Regions from separate parts of the Mus musculus genome. Here regions 2, 3, 4 and 5 are each linked to region 1. Evidence: chromatin contacts called from public HiChIP or PLAC-seq and Micro-C data. All regions are on one chromosome and are shown on one strand. Each heading gives the region's core, a stretch centred on a gene start, on an enhancer-like site or on the middle of the called end of the contact. The rest is flanking DNA. Distances are from core to core; before and after follow the strand shown. Region 1 holds the start of Smarcal1 (SWI/SNF related matrix associated, actin dependent regulator of chromatin, subfamily a-like 1). Region 2 has its middle 12 kb from the start of Gm39661. Region 3 overlaps Xrcc5 (X-ray repair complementing defective repair in Chinese hamster cells 5). Region 4 overlaps Xrcc5 (X-ray repair complementing defective repair in Chinese hamster cells 5). Region 5 holds the start of Igfbp2 (insulin-like growth factor binding protein 2).

Region 1 (4,447 bases), core at 1,315-3,814:
TGGAGCTAACTTTGAATTTTGTGTGTGTGTGTGTGTGTGTGTGTTGTAATTAAGACAGGGCTTCTCTGTGTAGACCAGGCTGCCTTCAAACTCACAGAGAGCCACCTGCCTCTGCCTCAGCAGTACTAGGATTAAAGGTGTGCCCACCACTGCCCAGCCCTTTTAATCATTTTAATGAATGGGTTTTCACTGTTGTCTTAAGAACTTCTTAAAGTAGATAAACTGTTTAAAAAGTGGGTGTGTCGGCAAATGCCTGTAATCCCAGCTCTTTGGCGGCTGAGGTAAGAAGTTGTGGAGTTTGAGACCAGCCTGGCAAGACAGACTTCCCAAGTATTTCAACAACACTTCCTCTCTCTCCTAAAAAAAGCTTGGCTACAGCAAGATCCCAGTGGATTATGTTGTTGACAGAGCCAACACTAGGAATTTTGATTGAAATCTGATTGGTTTGCTTTTTGAAGATGAGTTTTAGACTAAACAGTGACTTCACGTTTAGGACGCTAGAGCTAGAAAGGAGACCATATCGTTTAGTTCAATTCCAGACTTTCTAAGTTGGGATTCCTAGGAGCAAGATACATGGATAGATAGGAATCCAGCATTCTGAGGTTAGGATGCATGGGCCCAGATGTCCTCTGATTCACATCAAAGGACACCATATTGCTCTATGGGTAAATCAGCTGGGCCTGGAGAGTGAAGTGACTGTCATGTGAATTGGTGACAGGCAAGATGAAGGGCACAGCACTTGGTCTTAAGAAATTAACTGTCTCTGCAGGGGATAGGAAGAGCAAGACAGGTGCTGGCTAATTAGTAGCTGTTCACACTGTGAAGCAGGAAATGGATGCTGAGTAGTAGGGAAAACCAAAGATATAAGATTTACCTCAAATACTAGCTGTAAGTGTTGCAGCTCTAAGGAAAAAGGCTCTGCTACACAAGTTCTTATAGCTGCCTGGAAAGATTCCCCAATGCAAGTGTTATAGCTCTGCTCCAGAAGGGGATAGTTCTCCAGGCAAAGTGTTTTGCCAAAGCTCTGCTCTGTCCAAAATGTTACAGCTCTGAAGGGAAAGGAATCCTGGCAGTTGGGAATACCACAGAGTCACACCACACAACAAACTTGCCACAATAGACTTCTTGGAAGGTGGGAACTCAGGAGGGCAGCTGCCTCTGCTCCAGTGAGAAGCAGCAAAGGACTGGGCAGAATGCAGGGTTTATATAGGATTTCTAGAGGGTGGGTGGGATTTCCAGAGTGGCCTGGGACTCAAGGATTGGTGGGATTTTTTTTTCCTTGTAGGGTGGGGCTTGAACCCTCTCCAGCTACACTGGTACAACCACTAGTGACATCTGCAGGGCAGAGCCTGGCCACTTGTGTGCCTTGAGGGTTTATAACCTTTACAAAGTATACTTTTACAAGAGTTCAGGCACTGAAAGCCTTCCCCTGCCCCTTGAGTTGGCATGAATAGCCAACACTAGCAACATTCCTCTTCCTCCTGTTGTGGGCTGCTATTTTGATAGCTCCTGTGTTCATGATATCTTACTGCAGTCCACCTCATCGTCTCTTCTTATTAAAAAACACATCACATTTCCCTAAATGTCTGGTCATTTCCCCAATTAACTCTGTATTCAGAGATCTATCTCTTTGCAATGAGCTCTGTTTGAAAACAGAATCGTTTCAACCTTTCCGTGTACGCTGATGATAGAAGAATATTATATTCAACCATTGGAGGACAGAAAGAATGCTGTGCTCAGAAATGGAGTCAAGTAACCTTGATAGTATCTGATAGATGGGAGGGCTTTGGAATCAGAATAACAAAGTAGCTAAATACAGCCTGGAGAAAATTGTGGACCAGTCCTAGTTCCGTTTTCTCATTTATAAAATGAGGATAATGGAGCTGGGTGTGTGGTGCACAACTTTAATCGCACTCCAGAGAAGGATCTCTGTCAGTTTTAGGCCAATGATACATGTTAAGATCCTGCCTTTTGAGGAAAAAAAAAAAAAGATATAATAATAATCTTATGATGGTGCAAGTCTGTAGGAGGTGGAGGCAGGAAAGACATCCTCTGGTACAGGGTGAGTTCTTAGACAAGTCTGGGTTACATGAGTTACTGTCTATGTTTCATAGGTTGTAGTTCGGATTAACTTAAGTTCCTATTAATGATCAGCACGCTGACTGATGGAGGCTCTAAAAATTTCAATTCCTCTTTGGTCTAGGAAAGCAGATACTCAGCAGCGGCTGGGGCTTATAAGGACGGCACTATTAGAAACGGGTGTGCCAGGAAAATCTTTATTAAGTATCAAATCAATCTGGCTGTCTGACATGTCTGGAGACACCCCTGACACTGAACGCTCAGCCTTCCTTACGCCTGATTAAATGTTTGGAGAAACTGAGAGCTACAACTCCCAGGGTGCACCACACCTTGACCCGCCCACAACGTTACGCCTCTCAAATTCACCAACCTCCAATGGGCAGGCTTTCCGATTCAAACTACAAACCCCAGAAGGCCCTACACCAAGTGTACTATCACCCACAATTTATGACCGGGATCTGCGGCCGTACTGGCTGTTGGGAAATGTAGTTCGACGGTGGCCGAGCCATTCAAATGCCAATGGCCCGCTCCAAGATGGGTGAAATTGTAGCGCTTGAATTCTAGTTCCTCTAACAGTCCAACCAGAAGCGAAAACTGCCTAGGCAAGGCTCTGAAAGACGCTCCTGGTCTAGGGCTGTTCTGCTAAGGTGCCTCACCTTACTGGCCTCGCTAGGTAAGAAAGTGGGCTGCGAAGGAGGTAGCAGCATTGGAGACGGACGAGACCAAATACGGCAAGAGGAGGGAGCAGTGGGGACGGGAAGATCCAAGTGGAAATGCTAGAGGCAAAGTGGGGCGGGGCGTCCCCTTTTCTCAGGCACCCAGGATGTGCACAGGAAGGGAAGGGAAGCCCAGGTCTCAGCAAAGAGGAATGTCTATGTGGTGGTGTGCATTTGTGGTTTATGGTTTATTAGTTGGACCTCTCATTCCGTGGTCTCATCTCCCCAACTGGGTCAGTCAGCATACTAGGCCTTGGTAGGTATAACCCTAGTTGAATACAAGGCTGAGAGTTTTCATTGCTGCTGGCTGGCAGGCTTGAGTGTAACATCTGTGAGAGGAGATGTTTTGGGGTGCTTTGTCTAAAGGGAGTCTTAGCAAGGATTAAAATGTAAACCCTCTGAAGTCAAGAGTCTAGAGCTTTCTTTGACGGCTGGCGGTGCTACTGGAGTATTTCCTATGTTACAATCATTATAATATAAAAGTAACTTTTATCCTGTTGTAGTTGTCTGGGAGGCTCACTGCCTCCATCTGCTAACCTAGGCCTAGTCCTGGAAGCTTCTAGCCTCCTTATATTCTGATCTGGGCCTTGAATGTTTTCAGCCCCTTGAGACTTGCTGCTGAATAAACTCACCCTTTCGTGTTTTTTCTGAACTCTAGCTGGCTGGTTCAACTCAGCTGTTCTGGCTCAGACTTCTTTCCCCAGCTGACTGATTCAGTCTGGCTTTTCTCTCCGCCTCTGAATTGCTCTGTTTGGTCTCAAACTCTAGGAATCTGGTTCTAATCTTCTGGCTCCTTCTCATTCTCTTGCTCATTCTATCTTTACCTGTGTCTGACCTGTTCTTTCTTCAGCCTGTCTCTGTAAAGCTCTCCCGGTAAAACTGCCTCCGCCTCCCTCTCTGCTGCTCTACTCTTTCTCTCAACTCTACCGTATCCTGTGCTGTACTCTCTCCTCCTGCACTGTCTGTCTCTCCCTTAAGTGGCTTCCCGTTCCTCATGAGAGTTGGGCATATCCTATTCTGTCAAATCTTTCTGATTCTCGTCACTTTGTCTGCCACTCAATTAGACATCGTTTTCAACATGGGTGCTTTCTCCTACAAACTAACTTTACCTTCATTGTTTTGGAGTCAAAGGTGAGTACTAAAGGCATATCTGTATTCCAGCCAGAGGGAATGTGTCAAGGGCTGGGCCAAACCCTAACTAGAAACTCAAGTTCAACTATCCTGTAACATTATAAGGTAGTGCTATTTGGGTAAGGCTTAAGTCAGACCCAGCCAGAGAATTTGGTGTTCAGGCCCCTGCATCTAGAGCATTGTAAAACTGGTTCAGCCTATAGGAAAATGTCTAGGGTAAATGAAATCACAGTACAGAATAAATGTATGATCTTACGCTGTAATGAATACCTGTGTTTTCCAAATATGTGGCAAGAAAAGTTCAGAACTATGCTGTGCTCTGAGTGGTGGTGATGTGTGTTGGTTGAGTTGAACTTAACCCTTTATGTCTTCTGTCTGAATTTGGCACAGTGACCCTTGTCCCCAGTTCTCCCCTTTGTCCCCTTATTTTTCCAAGAGTCATTTTGCTCTTGCATGTTGGAAGTCAGGCTCTAGGACCAGCTGCTCTAGCTTGCATTTGGTCACCTGCAGATTCAACAGAA
Region 2 (4,858 bases), core at 1,967-4,466, 180 kb before region 1:
CATGGGACATTTTTAAAGCCAAATGGTAGAGCCCAGCCTCACCTGGGGAGTGCGAAAAGAGCCCAGGGGCTTCTGAATCTGTGCCCCCATTTCTGCAGCTTCAGCAACAGCCAAGAACCGTCTCGGTCAGCACCGAGCCCCTGTAGCCTGTGCCGCAGTCCTGGCCCGAGAAGATGAATGGTGGTTGCACCACCCTAGGGAGAGAACGGACTCTACTCTAGAGGTCAGCATCAGTCCTGGGCCAAAGAAAAAGTGAGGAGGAACGCTAGGCCACTGATGGATCTAGGGTCACATTAGCTGAGACAGTATCCTTCATGTGTCTGAGGGCTGTGGGGGTCAGTGGGGGCTAAGGGGATGTCCCTTTTAGGTCACCCAAAGCTGATGGAAGGTATGAGACTCAAAACTTGAATTCTGGATGTTCTTCCGCGTAACCCCAGCCACCCGCGGTTTCCTTTCAAGCAGGCCGTGACAGGCTTCTCATCAGGCTTCCCGGCCATTGGCCAGTGGTGACTTCTTACACTTCATCCGTCACGAGTACTCTCAGAAGTTAAGAGACCACAGCAGGCAGATAAGCCAACGGATGTGCCACATGCTCCAAAGACAGTTTGAAAGTAACTTACTCAACCAGCATAAATACATTTTGGTACAAATGACGTATTTCCATTTCAAAGGGGCCTTGTTCTTTAGTAGCGGAGGGTTCCCAGGGCTTGTGTTGGTTTAAGGTAGCCTGGGACGCTGGCCACTCTTCCTATCTCTATCTCCATTGGATCTGGCCACCATGAAGTGATGAGAAGGACAGTATGACCTTTGGAAAAACCAAAATTTTGACAGATCCAACAGCCCACTCCAAAGGATGTTTTTAAATATAGTATTATCCAGATCCAAAATTCCATTCAGGATGTTAAGCGGGAAAAAGCTGGTGGCCATGTTATTTTGCATCCCAATTTAAAACAATTGTTTACATTTATAGCATCCCACCCTTCTCTCTGCATGTGCCGTGGATGGAGGCTAGAGAACAACCTGAGGGAGTTCTCATCCACTGTGTGGGTCTGAGAGATCAGAATCAAGTCACCGGGTTTAGCATTAAATCCCTTTACCCACCAAGGCATCTCACCAGCCTGCACCCCAGCTTTTAAAATGTTAGAAATGTTGCAAATCTGACAGGAGCAGAGTTTGTTCTGAGAGGGAAAGGAATGCTCAGCTTGCTGGGGTCCTGGCACAGATGTTACCTTTGTAGACAGATCAGTCATGAGTACTTTGTAGATAATAAGACTGCCAGCTAGCCCTGCCTTAAGCAAATAAGGCCCAATTTCCCCTCATTGCAGGAAGTCTGGCTTAGGTGGCTGCCAGGAGACATATGACACACATGACCCTGAGCAATGGTCTGAGTGAAAACTCTGAGGTTCTCTTGTCCTTCCCACCCCATCTCTCTGTTTGCTTGTTGTCATCTCCTCCTCCTCTTCCTCCTCCTCCTCGGTAAAGCAGAAAAGGTGAGATAAAGCCAAACAACAAAACCTGTTCAGCCGACCTCTTTGGGTAGAAGCTTGTCATGTGTCTAGTTCAGCAGTAAGAGGCACTGGGAAAGCGGGAAGGCCGCATTACTTAAGCCACTCTAGTTGAGTCAGTCCAGGGAGCCGTGAGAGCAGGAGAGGATGCCTGGGTACCAGCGCTGACTCGGCTACTCGTCTTAAGTCAATTTTGTGTTGCTGTCAGGAATGCCTGAGATTGAGTTGTTTCTGAAGAACAGATTTCTTTCTTACAGTTCTGGTGGTAGAAAATCCACAGCAGAGGAGCCTACCTCTGGCAAGGGCCTTTTTGTGTCACCTGTGACTGGAGGCCGAAGGGCAGGCAGAGGGGAGGAGGTGAAGGGGCCGACCTCATCCATTCACAGGGAGCCCATTTCTGAGGGCCACTCCTTATATCCAGTTCACCTCTTAGCTCACTGCACTTTCAGCGTGGGCTTCAGGTGAAGCACATCCTGGACTGTGGATCTCAGAAGTTGTCTAGCCGTCTGACCTCAGCTTTTCTGCGCATACAGTGACGGGTAGGTTTGTTTGTGGCTTAAGCTTTGTTCATTGAAGTAACACTTCCCAGGGAATCAGCCAGCAACAGCAACTCCAGGCCCTCCCAGCCTTCCTGCTCCACCTGTCTTTCCTCACACACTACACATTTGCCAGAGAGTCTACTGGAAGGAGCTGGAGCGCTTCCCACCATCTGTTGTGAGGCACAGGACTCCAGAAGGGATTGGGAAGGGCATACTCGGTCCCTCTCTCCGCCTGACTCCTGCTACCACAGTTTGAGTGCTTTCAGGAGGCAGAGCAGCCCTTCCTCCGACCACCAGTGGTGTGGGGGAAGCCTGTCCTCCGCAGTAACGGTGGTTGGAAGAGCAGTGAGGACAGACATGGGGCTTCAGTTCCAGAATACAAGGTTTCAAAGCCACTTGATGATAATACCACGACTTCTCTTCTTCCTACATGCCTGCTTCTTACTGTCCGCCAAAACGGACACCCCATGACTGGGTCCTGGTGGCTTTAGAAGAATAAGGATGGAGACAAGGTCATAGCCATGCACACTCTTGTCTTTTGCCCTGAGATGCTTCGTGTCATGCTGGGGTTCTGCGAGCAAGCTACAGTTCCCAGTCCTTACACCTGTAGGACCTTGAAGCAAGTGTAAGCTGTTTTCACCCTCTGCTCGCTCCATCCTGGCTGTTTGACCTCGGATGAATCACTCAACCATTTGATAACCCCCGTTTCTGTAACTGTCAGACAGGATTTATGTTAACCTAACATCCAAGATTGCAGGGGAAAATGAAGGTGAATGACATGAAATATTTGATACAGAGGGAGCACCCAGCAGCATGTCCCACTATTAGTCTGTCCAGTTCTCTGTGCATTCTCTATACTGGACTCCATTTGTGCTCTGCTCTGCCGAGCCTCACATGAAGTAGCCAGAGGCCACAGCACTTACCTCTGTTCCCAACTTGCTCTGTGCATTTTTTCCAAACATTCATTTTCTCCAACAAAATGGGCAGCTGCCCCTCAAGAATGCTGGTGGCAATAGAATAAGAGGAAAAGAACCAAAGACTTTCAATAGGAGGAGCTTTGTGTGTGTGTTTTAAGTACTTGAACCTCAGCGGGCCAGCCACGGACATATCCCTTCCCCTGGCTCCTTTGTTTAAAGATACCCCTCCACCCCCCAGCTCCCTGAGCCCTGGATCCTCCAACAGTGTCAGGGTTGGATGCCTTTTATGGGCCATTTTTATTAGTGTCCTGATCGAGGCTTAATCACCACTCATAAACTGCTATCCGCCCACTGGCAGAGAGGGATGGGAAGTCCGATTCTAATTAGGAGTTGAAGCAGAGAGGGCATTTGGAGTTTCAGGACAGAGAGAGAGAGACACACACACAGAGACACAGAGAAAGTGTGTGTGTGTGTGTGTGAGAGAGAGGGGGGGGGAGGGAGAGGGAGAGAGAGCGAGAGAGCAAGAGAGCAAGAGAGCAAGAGAGAGAGAGATTGAGGATGTAAATGTGGTAGCTGAAGAGCAAAGTTAACCCCCTGACAGGTGTACTGCACATACATGTGCTCTCTTTACCTGACATATCCATCCGTATTCCCTTCCTGACCCACAGTTTGCTTCCTAGAACATCATTCACATTGGATTTAAAGCCCAATCTGTTTCAGTAATCCCAGTTAACTAATTTCATCAGCAGATACCCTGATTCTTACTAAGGTATTGGGTGTTAAGACACCGGTTGACATAGCTTTGGGAGAGTATACCATGCAACCAATGAAACTTTATCTTGCCTGCAAAGAAAAAGCTGCAGTTAGAAAAAAAGATGTGTATGTTAGGAGATGCTATGTGTGAGGTGAAGAAATACTGCTACACACAGGCACACACACACTCTGTGGAAAGGGAGAAGACCTTGTTTGGGAAGTATGTATTTGTATCTGTTCACAAGCTGAAATCTGAGGGGCTGTCTCTGTAGATAAGGCGCAAGCCTGTATGTCTGTGTGCTTGCTGTGTGAGATGAGAGGGGGGACTTTGTTTATCCAGAGTCAGCAGAAAAGGCCATGCTGCTAAGCGTGATCAAGTGTTCTGCGAACATTGGTTCTTGTTTTCATCTTGTGTGCTTTTATTCACAAGTTCTTGATTGTTTGAGGAAAGAGACCATATAGTCCCCACCTTTCCTGGACCCAGGATGTGTTTCTCCCTATGGGTAGACGTAGGCTGCAAGGATCTTACCCCGTGCAAAGGTTGATGGGAAGGAAGGGCCCTATTGATTTCCCCGTTCCACAGGAAGGAATCTACGCGCACTCACTTCCACTCTGTAAACTCCAGTTAATCAACGTGCCTTGAACACCTGCTGTATCTACACTCCTGGGCTCTCAAGAAGATTAGAGTTTGAAGAATACGAATGGCCTGTGCTCGGAAGTTCATGGATCGGTAGGGTGAGAAGTTCACAAACCCGTGAAAGAGGCATGGGAAGAGCCTCAGAGACACTGAAAAGGGGGTCGGCTTCAGTCTTGATAACGGGATGCCCTCTGGAATTGGCAGCACTTAAGATGAACACTAATGGTACAGAATTTAATCAAGAGAGAGGGCAGGCTGCTGATCTAAAGGACACAGCAGAGGTCAGGACAGCCTCACAGAGGGGTAAGTGGTTGGCCTGGAGGTACAAGTGCATGATGGGAAATAGAAATGAGTTCCACTACAAAGACCAATTATCTCTGGAGACCCTTGGTTCTGATGAGAGAAAGGGATCAGTTGTGTACTTCAGCAAGGTTATACAGGTCATAGTATGCAGTGGGGTGTGGGGGCTGGGGGGGGCAGTCCTTGGGGAATGGATGCAGGAGAGCC
Region 3 (4,381 bases), core at 32-2,531, 230 kb before region 1:
GAACCCTCTCTCCAACCCACTTTGAGATCTTGTGGAAACTTCATTACATAGGCAAGATTGATTACATCAGTCGCCATTGGTGAGCAGGTTAACCTTTGGCCTCACCCCTCCTGGGGGGGGGGGGGTAGACTAGCATCTCTGCTTCCTAAGCCTGCCTTAGGCTTTTTAGTGGTGCCTCCTGATTCCCTTTCCCTACGCTACTCAGAGGCTGCCAGCCAGTGACACTGAGTTTCTAAAACCTTTATTATGTTCTGTGTGTATGTGTGTGTGAATATGCACTGTGGCACACATAGGGGGTCCAAGGACAACCTGTGGGAGTTGATTCTCTCCTAGGCCCTGGAGATGAAACTCAGGTTGTCAGGTGAGGTGGCAGGTGCCTTTGTCCCCTGAGCAATCTCCCTAGCCTAAGTGATTTGTGAGTATGCATGTGTGTGTGTGTGTGTTTAAAAAGTAGGGTCACATCACTGCTATTTAAAGTTCTTTAATGCCATGATTCTTAATTCCCCCAACCCCTTGTCTGGGATGGACTCATTCAGTATAAACACTAAGAGCCTCTCTCCAGATCAGTACCCTTACACTCCACATTTTGGATGTGATTTCAGGGGTTCCGATTCCTCAGACTGCAGACCAGCCTTGCTTTCAGTGCCCCCTCTGCTTGCCACCTAAGATGATGGGACCAGTACTCAAACAAAAAAGCCAGCAGCCAGACAGAAGTCTAAGCACTCCCCCTGTCTTGACAAAACCATCTGCCGTCCCTATGTTCATAATCTCTAGCCCCAACTCTTGCTACTTTTCAGCTAATGTAGCCACTTGCTGGTTGTGGCATGGTGCTTAGTTTTCGCTTCATTTTAAAGGTGCCCTCTTCTATGGACTCAGTGTCTGAAGGTGGGGATTTGAGCAGAAAGCCAACACATTTTGAAATATAGAATTGAAAATCTTTAATAGAGGGAATGGCGCCTGGCACACACAAGATTCTGAGTGTGATCCCGGCACCACCTCCAAGGTGAAGTGACTCATTAGCTCCAATTAGTCATACCACGATACTGGTTACTTATTTTAAACCATCATGTCATTTTTTGACATATTTAATTTTAGTTTGTAAATTAAAATAGATTATTTCTTGGTGTGTATGCATGTGTGTGCATATGTGTTTATGCTTGTATATGTATGCACATGTATGTGTAGAGGCCAGAGGGAGAACTTTTTCTGGTGACATCCTTGTTTAAAAAAATTTTTTTCATGAGCTAGGATCTCTCACTGGCCTGAAACTCACCACATAGGCTAGGCTAGCCAGGTCCAAGGAACCACCTATCTCTGCCTCCCAAACACTAGGGCTGCAGCACACCACCATCTCACCCTGCCCCCATAATACACATCCCCGCCCCCCCCGCCCCCCCCCCCCCACACTCACTCTCACACACTCGCTCTGTCTCACCCTGCCATGGGTTCTGGAAATTAAACTCAGGTCCTTCTGCTTGCAAGACAAGGCACTTTACTGACTGAGCCATCTCTCCAGCCCTAGCTAGACCTTAGTTAGAAATTTCTTAGTTACTAATTTCAGTTGTTTTTTTGTTTGTTTTATTTTGTTTATGTTTTGTTTTGTTTTCAAGGCATTTATTGTAGAAAGGCAGAGAGAGGGAGAAGAGTAGAGAAGTAGAGACTGGCTATGGCCACGTGGAGGGGGAGGGGAAGGGAAGGTAGAGAGAGGGGAAGCAAGAGGGCAAGAGAATAAGAGAGCAAGAGTTCCTCCTTTCTCCCCCCCCCCCCAGTTGTTTCTTGATGGCTGCTCTTGGCCTACTATTTCTCTGGGAGAAAATTCTTCCTATCTTTGTGTTTCACTGTGAGAGAGATGATAGGCAGCGTCTTTGGGTTGAATTTCCAGTTCTCCTTTAATTATGTTAGCATCCCCATGTCTCTGAAGCCAATATGTTAGGAAAGTCAGCCTGTTACTTGAGGCAAGATATGGCCTTTCTCGGAGCCATCTTTTTCTTGATGCTGGTGAACATTGTTAGTGCTGTGCTCAAATAAAATCAGGGCTATAAGAAAACAGATTAAAAGGTTTGCTTAAAATTTTTTTTTAACTTAAAAAAAACCCCAGTTTTCCCATATTTACCTTGTGATTGCCTAGTAAGTTTTGACATGTTTAGCTAGGAGCTTATAGAGCTCTTACAGAGATTGGTACAGTGGAGAAGATGGGGTTTCAAACACAGCGCTCACCCATGTACATGAAAGGCTATAGCTCTGGATTCTGAGATGGGGACCAAGAAGACGCCTGAGGGACAGATGAACTTCTTAGTTAACGTTCAGCTTTGGATGTAGCTGCTGCTGCTGCCTTCTGTATTGCTGCAAAGCAAAACCCACATTACTCCAAGGCCTCCTGTCAGGGCCCCAGGGCAGAGAGAAGGCACCCGCTATTTGGATAGAATGTCTGTTATGCGTCTTTACTTTTGATGCTTCGAAGATAACGCTGTACTTTCCACATACAATATCTTAGCGATTGCATTTTAATTTTGTTGTAAAGGGGAAACACCTGTTTCTTTCCCTCTAGTCATGAAGAGGGGCCCGCTGCTAAAAAATATAAAACTGAGAAAGAAGAAGATCACATCAGCATCTCCAGCCTGGCAGAAGGGAACATCACCAAGGTAAACTGAGCTTTTCCAGTGTCCCTCTCTCCCTCCACAGGAAGGCCAAGGTTTGGGCTTGATGAGTCTGCTGACATACCACTCTGTCTGGTCCTCTCTGTATGTGAACCATATAGGCCAATCCCACGTTCTTCCTTTCTTCCCAGAAGTAATTAATAATAGTGAATGACATATAGAATTATGTGTTGGATTATAGTAAGCAGATCTCTGAATAAGATGTAGACCACAGAATGCCTTCATTTTGCATTTTCTGTTGGGTCAAGATGATAGGATTAAGTGGGGGACAGTTAATGATATGAGTCTTATTCCCCAAATGTGTAAAATTGAAGTAAGTATATCTTTCCTGACTTCTAATGCAATGCTTCAGAGGCTGGAGAGATGGCTCTGATAGTTGAGAGCACCCAAGTTCAGTCCCCAGCACCCATATGGGGTGGCTCACAGCCTCCTGCATCTCCAGCTCCAGGGAATCCAACACTTACAGAGAGAATCTCTTATGGACTGTGTGGAAGCATCACCTGTCAATAAAAAGCTGGTGGCGTATTAACTGAGGCAGGAACTAGAAGGCAGACACTTGGTAGAGAGAGAAAATTCAGGGAAAGAGTCAGTAACAGGAGGTTTCTTTCTCCTGGACTGAAGGGAGATGAGCGGATGAAAGCAGGAGAGGTAGCCAAGGAGAGGGCCACATGGCAGACACAGACTAAAATAAACAGGTTATATAAGTTATAAACTAGTCAGAGAATAAGCCCAAGCACTGTAATGAATAATTAACTCTCAGAGTTGTTATTGTAGGAACAAAGAGGCTGGGCAAAAAAGCTCATGGCTACAAACACCTGGCTTTCTCTGGTACCTGCACTTATGTGCACAAGCTCACACAAAGTTACACATGTGTAATTTAAAAATATTAAAAAATAAATCTAAAAACACAAACCCCAAAAAACCCCTTCGAAACAGAATTTGACTAGGACTTTCCAAATCAAATTCCCTTTGATATGGAGAGAGTCATTTAACGAGAAGGTTTTTGGAACCTGAGTGTATTACCTTCTTATGTACAGCCTTTCCCTGTTAGCAAAGTCAAACAGAAATATCTCAGAACAATTGCAAGTCTCAACAGTGGATTGGATGTGGTGGGCATCTTCTGTAGTATTGAGAAGTCAAGATGTCATGCTCAGGGGCTTTTCTGCGCAGGATTCCGAGCAAAGCTGAAGCGGTACACTCTCTTGTAAAGTTTACTGACACTCACGGGAACCCTTTGTCCTCGCCTCTCCGAGCTAAGTGCTGCAGAGGCTGGGTTAGGGCGGAGACTGATTTGGATTAAAGATGGGACAGTGTGACAAAGAGTTGTATTGCTTTAGATCTGTTTATATGATTTGGTTTTTCAGTGGATTTGTTCTGTATGGACATCTTTATGTGTTCTACCAAAATTTCAGTGCCAAAGGTCCAGTAGCAGTACCTCCCCCACTCCCTGTGGGAAAAACAAACAAAACAAGCAAACTGTAGTTTAGTAGGTCTAACATTTGGCTGTTGTTGCTAATGTCATCCTAAGGGGAAATGTATTTAGCATGACCTCACACAACAACGTCCTCCCTTTCCTAACTGGTTTGGTATCCGAATATACAGGTGGTCTTTACCACATAAAACCTTCAAGCTGGGCCGGCTAGTGGCTTGGATTGTAATACTTTTGACTCCTCTGGAGACAAGGCACCTTGAATGATGAAAGTCAAGTGAAAAGAGACAGGGCA
Region 4 (4,732 bases), core at 512-3,011, 200 kb before region 1:
GGTGGGTAAGGGGCAGGCTAGGTTGTGGCCCCAGATGTCCTGGCCCTTGTTACCATGCACTGAGAAGGAGGGTAGTAGTCTGTTGTATAGGACTTGGGGTGGTATTTTGTAGAGGGAAGGTATGCATTTCAGATAAAACAAGAGGAGTCTCGTTTTCCTCTGATGGAACACATCTGAGTCTAGAAATCCTTTGAGTGTGACATGGTTGCTTGGCTCGTTTCACTTATGAACAAGATCTGGACTACTGTATTAAGCCCATGTACAGCCTGAATCTAGAATAGATATCTTTGAAGCCTCTTTGAGATAAATGATGGCCTGTAGTATCCTAAGATGGATACTCCTTCCAGGGGCCAATTTTTATATTTGCTACTAATAAGTGTTGAGTCACTGGCTAATTCTGAAGGACATTTTGGTGCATTATAATTGGATCTGTGACTTAGGGAGAATGGAGACTGTCAGTCTGTCTCTTAGCCCTGTTATTGCTATAGAAGCAGAGAAGCCCCTGGTTATCAGCATCTCCTTCATACAGCAGAACAGGGGAACCAAAAGCATAAACCAGCTAGGAAGAAGTACTGGGTTTTCCCAGTCGTTTTGTTTGTTTTTTGTTTTGTTTTGTTTTGGGTTTTTTTTTTTTTTTTTTTTTTGCAGTTTACTATATTAAAGATGGCAGGGAAATGGGCTCTGCCCCCAAATGTTGGAATGGAAGTCTCTTGTCCACATCTCTTCTAATATTCAGTATGTAAAGCGTTATCCACCACAGCTATGCCCTGATGTTAAATGGTTCATTATAGTCAGTGAACCACAAAATTGTCTGGGTAAAGGGGCAGAATTCAGAATCAGGGGCCAGATGCACCTGCCTGCTTCTAAAGGACAAAAACCCAGCCCTTCGTCTTCACTGGATTGTTGGAAGGTCGGTGTGTTTATCTGCCTGAGTTTCTCAACCTCGTGGGGGAAAGGACAAGGCAGTCTGATAGACAAAATCCGAATAGGTTCTTGGGTTCCGAGAGTATCGTTCTCAAATGTAAATGGGACGCCGAGACGCCTTCATTCTCCGTGTAACTTCTTCACCACATCACCATTGTGCATGGACAGGCAGCTTTGGTATTTGCTGATTTTATTTGAGTTTGGGTATTTTCTCCGTAAACTGGTCTGTGTCTCTGTCTCTTTAATGCTGGTGAGTGTGAGTGTGTTTGTGAGTATAGTCTGTATGAGTGTGTTCTTTCATATTTCAGGATAAGCAGGTAAGGAAACGGTTTTTGTGAAATAGTTCAGTATCTCCTCTCTTCATTGTTTAATGGGCTCCCGTGCTAGACAACATAATCTGTTATCACTTGATCCTTTGTGTTTTTATGTATTTCTTTGTAGATTTTTCCCGCGCGCGCGCAGGGACAGGCACACTATGGTGCTCCTGTAGAGGGCAACTTGTAGAAATGTATTCTCTCCGTTTCTCTTGTGGGTTCCAGGGACTGAAGTCAGATCATCAGGCTTGGTGGCAAGCGCCCTTACCCACTGAGCCATCTGGCCCTTTCATAGCTGTTTCATAAAATGTGGGCACAGAGTCTCTCCCTTCTTCTTCTGTTAATTCCCATGCTCCAAGTCCTGGTTTATATGTTCCTGCGAACTTCCTTCTTGACTTCCTGCCAAGCTCCCACTCCTCTGTCTGTCTTTAAATGTCCTTTCCAAGTCCTTGGCCTTGAACCCTTTCTAATTCTATTCTTTCAAAGGAGCCAGGCTCCACCCTCATCACAAATATGCACTCTCATGATGCTTCCGTGCGCCAGAGCTTCCCGGCCAACTCTGACTCCTTCTTCCCTTACTCTTGCCCAGTCACTCCAGGCACTCTCCCTCTCCTACCCTCCCTTCCCATTTCTTTGTGTGTGTGTGTGTGTGTGTGTGTGTGTGTGTGTGTGTAGAGGCCAGAGGTCAATTTGGGGTATCTCCCTCTATTACTCTTCACCTTACTTCTGAGATAGCACCTCTCACTTAGCCTGGAACCCACCAATTTAAATCGGCTAGACTGCCTAGCCAAGGTGCCCTGGGATCCTTCTTTACAGGGCTGCTGGGGAGCTGAACTCATGTCCTTGTGTTGTGAGCACTCTATGTGCTAAGCCTGGGCTGTTGGAGAGAAAAGCCAGCTGCTGGAAGAAAGCCACCTTCTACCTTTCATTGCTCAGTTAAGAACCATGTTCACTGGTGATGCCTCCTGAATCACCAACAATTTAAAGTTCATGTGATTTCATAACATTCATAGCCTTCTTCATTATTTACACCCAGTTGTTGTTGTTGTTGTTATTATTATTAGTGTGTGTATATATTACATTCCCCAGGAGCCTGTTTAGTCCTCAGAGGGAAGGGATTTACCTTAAACTTATTGAATCCTAAGGAACACTGCATCCTATCCTGTACACAGCAGTCACACAATAAATATGAACTAGGACAAGCTGATGAAGTGGCTGGTAAACTAAGCAAAGAGAAACAGTTACGCCATAGCTTCCTAAGATACTTCATCCTCATCTCAGAAGAAATGGAGGACTTGGGGTATTTGGGATTAGTGTCCTTAACCTCGAAGGAAATTTATTTGTGCCTAGAGAGATAATGCTAAGTGAACTTCTTATCAAACCATCTGCAAAAGGAGCTGTCGTGAACTGTATTAGAAACGCCAGCCATTTGGTTATTTTGCTTTTGCAAGCTGAAAAGAGAAACTGCTTTGTTTGCTTTGAGTTTCTTGTTGACGGTTCTCTCCTGCCAGGTAATCAGGGTTGTATTACTTACCTCCCTAAGACGACCATTGGAACGTGCTGTGTCTCCTTTGAATAGTGTGTGGATATTAATTTACTGCCAGAGGACACATTGGGGGAGATTTCTGAAATTGCATAGGGAAGTGTTTCTTTAATCCTCAAATTTGTCAAATGCTTTATAATAATGGAGATCATAATCTCCGGGTTGGAAGGAGAAATGGAATGGTTCTTGGGGATATTTTTTCCTTCCTGAGAAATTGCTATATGAGATGAGAAAATGCTTCATTCGTTTTTCTTTCTGCATGCTTTAAGGTCTTCCGGAAATGAGTAGATGGCACTGATTCAGGTCTTTTGTAAGAGGCTGAACAGTGTTCAGGTCTCTGATTCATAGAGTTAGTGGCCGCGAGCCCTCACCGGCGACTCTTAAAAGCAGTTTGCTTTAATATTGCACTCTCACATACATTTTAAACAGAATGTTCAAATGAGGTCATGATTTTGGGAAATAGCAGCCATAGGTATATCAGCATTGCCCCAGAAGTTGTCAGGCAGCCAGGCAGTGCGTGGCTCCAGGAATGAGGGAGAGCGTGCCCGTAGGCATGATGTCCCGTTTCCATTGGTTTCTTCTGCTGAGGCCAAGGCATGTTCCCATTGTCCTCTGCTGTTTTCATGCTGAAGGGTTCTTTTTTCTTTGTTAGTGAGGCAGCCACAAGTTTCAGCTTGCCTTGCAAATGATAACATTATTAATGTCCTTCTGCTTTCCAAGCCATTTATATGTTGCCTGCTAGCAGCTATTGGGTATTAAGTACCCAGAGCTAGTGCAGTGCTGAGAAGCACGGGAAATATTCAGGTCCAGGAAGGGCACAGATACAGTAATGATCGCTCATTCTGACGACGAATGTGGGCTGCTCTTTCCCAGTGCGATCTGGGATTGGTAAAGGGTAGGCCGTGCTAGCTCGTTACTTTTCATTGCCTGGTGCTGTTTGACAGTTACTTACCCTAAGTCTCAGAGTTGGGGGAGGAACTGGAGGATTCATTTCTGATGAATATTTTAAGCAAGGTAGTTTTGAATTGTTCAAACTAAAACAACAACAACAACAACAACAACAAAACATCACCACCACCACCAAACCACCAACCCTCCCCCCCCAAGATTTATAATGAAACAAGCAAATAAAAACATAAAACAAACCATCCTACTACAACCTGCAGAAGGAAAACTTAGGTATAATTTTAGGCACTTAATTTCTAGGCACTAAAATTCTAGAAATTTAATTTTATTTCTTGACAAATAGTGTTACCAAATTTCTTTATTCAAAAGATTTACTATTTTTAATTATATGTGTGTGTATGTGTCTGTGTAAGTGTATATGCATGTGACTGCAGTGCCCACAGGAGCCAGAAGAGGGCATCAGCTATCCTAGATCTAGATTAAGAGACTGTTGTGAGCTGCCCGATGTGGGTGTTGGGAACAGAACTCTCAGCCTCTAGAAGAACAGTACATCACGTGCTCGTAACTACTGAACTGTTTCTCTACCTCTTTACCAAATCTCTTTCCTTTTCCTTTTCCTTTTCCTTTTCCTTTTCCTTTTCCTTTTCCTTTTCCTTTTCCTTTTCCTTTTTCTCCTTGCCTCGCCTCTCTGCCTCGCCTCTCCCCTCTGCCTCTCCCCTCTGCCTCTCCCCTCTGCCTCTCCTCTCCTCTGCCTCTCCTCTCCTCTCCTCTCCTCTCCTCTCCTCTCCTCTCCTCTCCTCTCCTCTCCTCTCCCCTCCCCTCCCCTCCCCTCCCCTCCCCTCCCCTCCCCTCCCCTCCCCTCCCCTCCCCTCCCCTCCCCTCCCCTCCCCTCTTCTTCTTTTCTTTCCTTTCCTTTCCTTTCCTTTCCTTTCCTTTCCTTTTCTTTTCTTTTCTTTTCTTTTCTTTCTGTGTTTGTTTGGTTGGTTTTGCTCTGTTTTGTTTCGTGAGATAGGGTTCCTTTGTGTAGCCCTGGCTGTCCTGCCCG
Region 5 (5,033 bases), core at 2,531-5,030, 240 kb after region 1:
AAATCTCAGTGTGGGTCTGGCTGGCCCTTAGCACATCACATACTGGCTTACCCAAAGGAGCAATGTTCCAGGATTGGAGGCTTCAGCAAGTAACAGTATCCAGCCAGGATTGTTTTTATTGTGTTTATTTTTATGGTTACCATCTGTATATGGCTATCCTTATTGGGTTTCCATTTATGGTAATGATATAGAGTTTCCCCATTTTAAATAGCCTCAAGTTAAGAAAAAGCAAATTAAGTTACATTAAAAATTATGTAAGTAATAGTATAGATGGTACTTAGTCACGGTAAACCATGAGAGGGTGGAGTTTGTACAACATTGTTTGATGGAAAGAAAGCAGGGATTAGCAGGGAGAAAGCCAGTCTCAGCTTGTTTCTATCTCTTAGCCAGTCCACACTGCCCAACAAAGAGAAGCTATCAAGCTGAAGAACTTGTCGTCTATAGAGGCTTTGCAAGAAATTCAAAGTAAGAACTATTCAGGAACAATGATGAAAGCAAGCGTCCAGGAGTCTCTAGACTTTAGGCTCACTCAATAAATACGATTATCGAGTCTGTGTGTTCTAGGCACTGGTGTAGGCCCTGGGCAACGTGATCTGGACCGAGAAGAGTTAGTAAGTTGGTTTCGAGTCTCTCTGCTTCTCTAGATTTCAGTGGATTCGAACAGAGCTCGACTCAAATACAGGAGTAATAAACATTTGAAGGTGTGGTGCCACAGTTCTAGTTCAGAGAGCTGAATCAGTCTTCAGGGAAAGCAGAAGAGTGTGTGCTCACATGGATGTCTGAGTCATGAGAGAACAGAGGCTGCGTTCCCAAGTGTGGCTATGACCAGCCCATGACCGTGACTCCGACCGCAGATTTCAGCTGCAAGAATCTGCGCACTCAGTGCACACAGAGCACATGAGCTGCCTTCCTACCTTAGCTTCCACAGGTCAGCCGACCAAGGTGACCACAGGTCACCGAAGTTCACTTTCCCAAATAGCAGTTTAAGATGAGCAGAATACATCATTTTCCTCAGCCCTGGCTCCTTCTTCCCCTCCCCTTCCCTTTTCAGTCCCCTTTGCCCTCCCTCCCTTCCTTCCTTCCTTCCTTCCTTCCTTCCTTCCTTCCTTTCTTCCTTCCTGCTTGCCTACCTGCCTGCCTGCCTGCCTGCCTCTTTCCTTTCCTTTCCTTTCCTTTCCTTTCCTTTCCTTTCCTTTCCTTTCCTTTCCTTTCCTTTCTTTTCCTTTTCTTCTTTTGGACTGGATCTTGTTAGGTAATGCAGGCTGACCTTGAACTTGGGATCTTCCTGCTTCAGCTTCCAAGGGTCCTGAAATCACAAGGTTGCACCAGAATACCCCATGTCCTGCTTTCACAGTGGCTACTGACTCCTTAAACAAAACCAAACCAAACCAAACCAAACCAAACCAAACCAAACCAAACCAAACCAAACCAAACCAAACCAAACCCCCAAAACCAAAACCTATGTGAATTCTGCTTCACTAATTTCCCTTGTGTTTTACAGAAGGTGCCGGCATCAGACGCCTGTGTCCGCAGGCTTTTCTTGAGTAGGACTTGGAGGTTGTTTGGTTAGGGAAGGACTGAGATAAGGTTCCTCTTGGGGTGTGGGTATCTGGGGTTGTGCAGGGTAAAGCTGGCTATTAACTGGGGATAAGGGGAAAGGGATCAGCACTGATTCGACTCACCAGAAAGAGAAATTCTAGAAATTCCCAGTGGTTCATGCCTGTGATCTCAGCACTCTAAACACCGAGGCAGGAGGATTGTGAGTCCAAGGTCATCTCGGGATGTGCATGGATACTCTTGCCTTTATAATTTTCATACTTATTACTGATTCAATGACATTGAATAAGCAGAATTCAAAACAGATTCCACTTACTTCTTCTCTCTCTCTCTTTTTTTCTTTTGAGACCAGGTTTCTCCGTGTAACCTTGGCTGTCCTGGATCTTGCTTCACAGACCAGGCTGCTTGGAACCCAGGGATTTGCCTGACTCTGCTGTCCAAGTGCTGGGATTAAAGGCTCACCGCCATACCAGACTCTTTACTGTGTTTTAATGCCAGTGGTAGGAAATATAGCTAGCAATGTGGCTCTCACTTGTAGTTTACAATGGATGTTTATGGCACACCATGATGCAGGGTGGTATCTCTACTACAAAGGAGTCCTCAGTCGGTGAGGCCAATAGGAACATATTCCAGGGCAGGTACAAGACACCAGAACACGTGGAGATGTGAACTGGAGCCTCCCCCAGCCTTTGTTGGTTTCCTTCTGTTAGATCGCCATTCTGTATAGCTCCCGTTATTGTCAGAGGTCCATCCCTCTGCTCAAACACTGATGCTGTGTCCCTGACACGCCCAAATCAGGCCAAGTCTCAGCACAATTAGCTGATTTCCCTGCCAGTTCCCCTATCTCCCCAGGGGTTTTGATCTCTGGCCTAAGTGACTTTCTAGTTTCAGTATCACTCTTCAATTTTTTTTCATCATTTCTGCTGGTCCGGGTGTTGAGAATGCGCCATCGATAACCCTCCATTTCCCTCTACGCAATTACCAAGCTTTAGTCTCACACCCGTCCCCCTTCTTTTTCATTCGGATAGTCATCTTCCACAGAGGTTCCTACAGAAGTTCAAACTCTCCTCCATAACTCTTCCTCTCCTAGTTTCTTAAGATTAGAACTTTGTCTTCTAGGAGGCATAAAACTCAAACAGACATATGAACAAAAAGCCGCTGAATTGAGATAGGCCCTGAGCCCAGAAATTAGAAAGGATGGCTTGGAGAATCTTGTGGGGGAATGGAGACGCCTCACTCGTTGTTAAGGTCACAACCCTGGCAAATGAGTCAATAACTAAGGTCCTGCCAGGCTGGAGTGATGGAGGTTGGGGGCAGCTAGGCTGGGTGATTCAATTGGAACAAAGGAGGCAGCCACTCTTTTCTATTTGAAAACCTGAGCGAGCTCTAATCAGCCTAGCGCTAGGGCTTTCTCTAATACCTGGGGAGGGGGGTGGGTGTCTAATCTGACCTTTTCAAGACCCTTCAGTGGGTGTGTCTTCAGACGTCTGGGGGGGGGGAGGCGGGGAGAGTGTGTGTAAAGGTGGGCGAATAAGGCAGCGTTTGTGGATGGTGACCCGGGTCTCTAGGGGATTAGAGGGCTTGTGGGGCAGAGGTTTGTGAGGCACCAGGAAACACACCAGGTTTCATTACTTGCAGCGGTGAGCTCTGGGCTGGGAAACTGAAGTTGTTGCTAGGAGGTGCTGTCTGGGACGAGCCTGGTCTAGAAGGACTGAGCGTCCGCGGGACTCACTCAAGGTCATTGTTCCTAGCAACACGAGGGCTGTGGGGAGTCGGTGTGAGCTCCGAAATCTTTAAGGTCAAGACTGCTTTTGTGTTTCCCCGGCAGTCAGTTCACAGCCGGCCACGTGGGAAGTGAGCAAACTAAGTCCTTCCAAATCGAACTAAACTAAAAGACAGGAGACAAAAGCACAGGCTCTTTCCCACTCCACGCCGATTCTACCCACGCTTGCAAGTTATTCTTACTCTCCCGGAGCGGACAAACCCAGGCTGAAGGGAGCAAAGTCCTAACCAGGGAAGAACAGAGGGGTCCGCTTGAATCCCCTAGGAACGTAGGGTGGGCGAGTGGGCGTGTGCACAAGCACGTGCCCTCACGCAAGAGTGCGGGGGGGGGCGGTGCGGGGGGGGGCGGTGCGGGGGGGGGGGGAAGGGAGTGGTCTCCATAAGGGGGAGGGGAGAAGGCAGGGGGGCGGGGAGAAGCAGGCTTTTTAGGACCCGGCAGAGGCGGGGGAGGAGAAAGAAGGCAAGGAGGCGTCTCCCGCATTCGTCTGGGCCGTGCCACCTGCCCGCTAGCTCGCTGCACTACCGTTGCCCACAAGCCAACATGCTGCCGAGATTGGGCGGCCCCGCGCTGCCGCTGCTCCTGCCGTCGTTGCTCTTGCTGCTGCTCTTGGGCGCGGGCGGCTGCGGCCCCGGGGTGCGCGCCGAGGTGCTGTTCCGCTGCCCACCCTGCACGCCCGAGCGTCTGGCCGCTTGCGGGCCCCCACCCGACGCGCCCTGCGCCGAGCTGGTGCGAGAGCCCGGCTGCGGCTGCTGCTCCGTGTGCGCACGGCAGGAGGGCGAAGCATGCGGCGTCTACATCCCGCGCTGCGCCCAGACGCTACGCTGCTATCCCAACCCGGGCTCCGAGCTGCCCCTGAAGGCGCTTGTCACAGGCGCGGGTACCTGTGAAAAGAGACGCGTGGGCACCACCCCACAGCAGGTTGCAGGTAATGCGGACTGTGAGCACTAGTTTTGGGCTTGGGAGAAACTCTCTCGTAGCTCAGCGGGTTCTCCTGGCTGGTGACTCTCACGTGGGAAAAGAGAGTCCGACGGGACCCTGGGACTGATGTAGAGGAGAAAGAGCTTAGACCTTAATCAGATCCAGGGAGACTCTTGAGAGCGGGAACCCGAAAGACAAACCCGGGAGGGAGGCTGCGGGTGGAGCAAGCGGGATTTGATGGGGTAAAGGAGGAGAGGAAAGATACCTTGCCACCAGGGTCTTCCTTAACGGGACTTAGCGGGGAGGAAGGTGGTCTGATCTAGGGGCTGAGGGGGTGGAGGTGGGGGTTGAAGAGCCTGTAGGAACTTGAAACTCATTTGAAACAAAACTTGAGTCAGTGACCACCGGTCGAATGTTTAGCGGTGGGCGTGCTGCTGGCTGCCGCGCACAGGTGACACTGCAGACCTCGGGTGAGAAAAGATCGAATGGAGAAGCTCCTTCCTTCTGGCGTTGGGAGGTGAGGAGAAGGGTAAGGATGCACGTGGAGAATGGAGCGGGCTCCATCTGTGTAACTTAAGCCGGTTGGCCAGCTGCGTTCCGGCACCCTGGCTGTGCGTCTGGGCCTCCGGTCAGAATGCTGGAGCCGCTTGAAAGCCAGGGGAGCTACAGCTCTTAACGCGGGTGTGTGTCACACCGTACCTCCTCCTAAATCTAGGGAACTTTTTCTGTCTCACGGGATGGGGAAGGTGGGGTTCTTTGTTAAGGAGCCCTTCTT

What was found. A called contact is a pair of places that touch in the nucleus more often than the background predicts. HiChIP or PLAC-seq counts read pairs in DNA pulled down with a chosen protein or histone mark.
Region 2: a contact with region 1 is called in an HNF4G HiChIP or PLAC-seq map of pancreatic cancer cells. The contact joins the enhancer-like site here to the promoter of Smarcal1 in region 1. A contact is called at or near these places in 2 of 39 promoter capture datasets (the C10 cell line and neural stem cells), 1 of 15 datasets of contacts at CTCF or cohesin (the NIH/3T3 cell line), 2 of 484 Hi-C or Micro-C datasets (both in nephron progenitors), 10 of 115 datasets of contacts at active chromatin or transcription factors (differentiating embryonic stem cells, embryonic stem cells, forebrain and 4 more) and 2 of 9 other capture datasets (embryonic stem cells and pancreatic islet).
Region 3: a contact with region 1 is called in an H3K4me3 HiChIP or PLAC-seq map of the SCID.adh cell line, with 11 read pairs. The contact joins the enhancer-like site here to the promoter of Smarcal1 in region 1. A contact is called at or near these places in 11 of 39 promoter capture datasets (the 3T3-L1 cell line, the C10 cell line, the HPC-7 cell line and 7 more), 1 of 15 datasets of contacts at CTCF or cohesin (large pre-B cells), 2 of 484 Hi-C or Micro-C datasets (the C2C12 cell line and cortical neurons), 11 of 115 datasets of contacts at active chromatin or transcription factors (the 230-238 cell line, the SCID.adh cell line, SST interneurons and 7 more) and 2 of 9 other capture datasets (embryonic stem cells and pancreatic islet).
Region 4: a contact with region 1 is called in an H3K27ac HiChIP or PLAC-seq map of embryonic stem cells, with 6 read pairs. The contact joins the enhancer-like site here to the promoter of Smarcal1 in region 1. A contact is called at or near these places in 4 of 39 promoter capture datasets (the C10 cell line, the HPC-7 cell line, cranial neural crest and 1 more), 2 of 15 datasets of contacts at CTCF or cohesin (large pre-B cells and pro-B cells), 14 of 484 Hi-C or Micro-C datasets (the C2C12 cell line, the CH12 cell line, ECoMG-derived neutrophils and 9 more), 21 of 115 datasets of contacts at active chromatin or transcription factors (the 230-238 cell line, astrocytes, bone marrow-derived macrophages and 12 more) and 4 of 9 other capture datasets (adipose tissue, embryonic stem cells, liver and 1 more).
Region 5: a Micro-C map of embryonic stem cells shows a contact between it and region 1, with 4 times the contacts expected there. The contact joins the promoter of Igfbp2 here to the promoter of Smarcal1 in region 1. A contact is called at or near these places in 2 of 39 promoter capture datasets (the C10 cell line and neural stem cells), 3 of 484 Hi-C or Micro-C datasets (embryonic stem cells and nephron progenitors), 3 of 115 datasets of contacts at active chromatin or transcription factors (embryonic stem cells, extraembryonic endoderm stem cells and large pre-B cells) and 1 of 9 other capture datasets (adipose tissue).

The regions. Positions count from the first base shown.
Region 1 is chr1:72,580,687-72,585,133 of GRCm38.p6, forward strand. It overlaps Smarcal1 (SWI/SNF related matrix associated, actin dependent regulator of chromatin, subfamily a-like 1), which reads left to right and starts at 2,565. Exons shown (of 17, transcript NM_018817.2): 1 at 2,565-2,752.
Region 2 is chr1:72,398,620-72,403,477 of GRCm38.p6, forward strand. No RefSeq gene overlaps it. Among named protein-coding and RNA genes, the nearest start is that of Gm39661, 12 kb to the right of the region's middle. Within about 2 kb of position 3,217, at least 17 of the 459 cell types and tissues checked have an H3K27ac peak or open chromatin away from gene starts, as enhancers often do. A contact at or near this core is called in nephron progenitors, pancreatic cancer cells and pancreatic islet, where this site is marked.
Region 3 is chr1:72,351,695-72,356,075 of GRCm38.p6, forward strand. It overlaps Xrcc5 (X-ray repair complementing defective repair in Chinese hamster cells 5), which reads left to right. Exons shown (of 21, transcript NM_009533.2): 15 at 2,549-2,642. Among named protein-coding and RNA genes, the nearest start is that of Xrcc5, 46 kb to the left of the region's middle. Within about 2 kb of position 1,282, at least 6 of the 459 cell types and tissues checked have an H3K27ac peak or open chromatin away from gene starts, as enhancers often do. A contact at or near this core is called in the SCID.adh cell line, where this site is marked.
Region 4 is chr1:72,376,595-72,381,326 of GRCm38.p6, forward strand. The region is part of intron 16 of Xrcc5 (X-ray repair complementing defective repair in Chinese hamster cells 5); the gene reads left to right. Among named protein-coding and RNA genes, the nearest start is that of Gm39661, 34 kb to the right of the region's middle. Within about 2 kb of position 1,762, at least 21 of the 459 cell types and tissues checked have an H3K27ac peak or open chromatin away from gene starts, as enhancers often do. A contact at or near this core is called in the N1E-115 cell line, astrocytes, cortical neurons and 4 more, where this site is marked.
Region 5 is chr1:72,820,700-72,825,732 of GRCm38.p6, forward strand. It overlaps Igfbp2 (insulin-like growth factor binding protein 2), which reads left to right and starts at 3,781. Exons shown (of 4, transcript NM_008342.3): 1 at 3,781-4,265. The coding sequence starts at 3,881. It overlaps Gm30847 (a long non-coding RNA gene), which reads left to right. Exons shown (of 3, transcript XR_001778983.2): 3 at 1-538.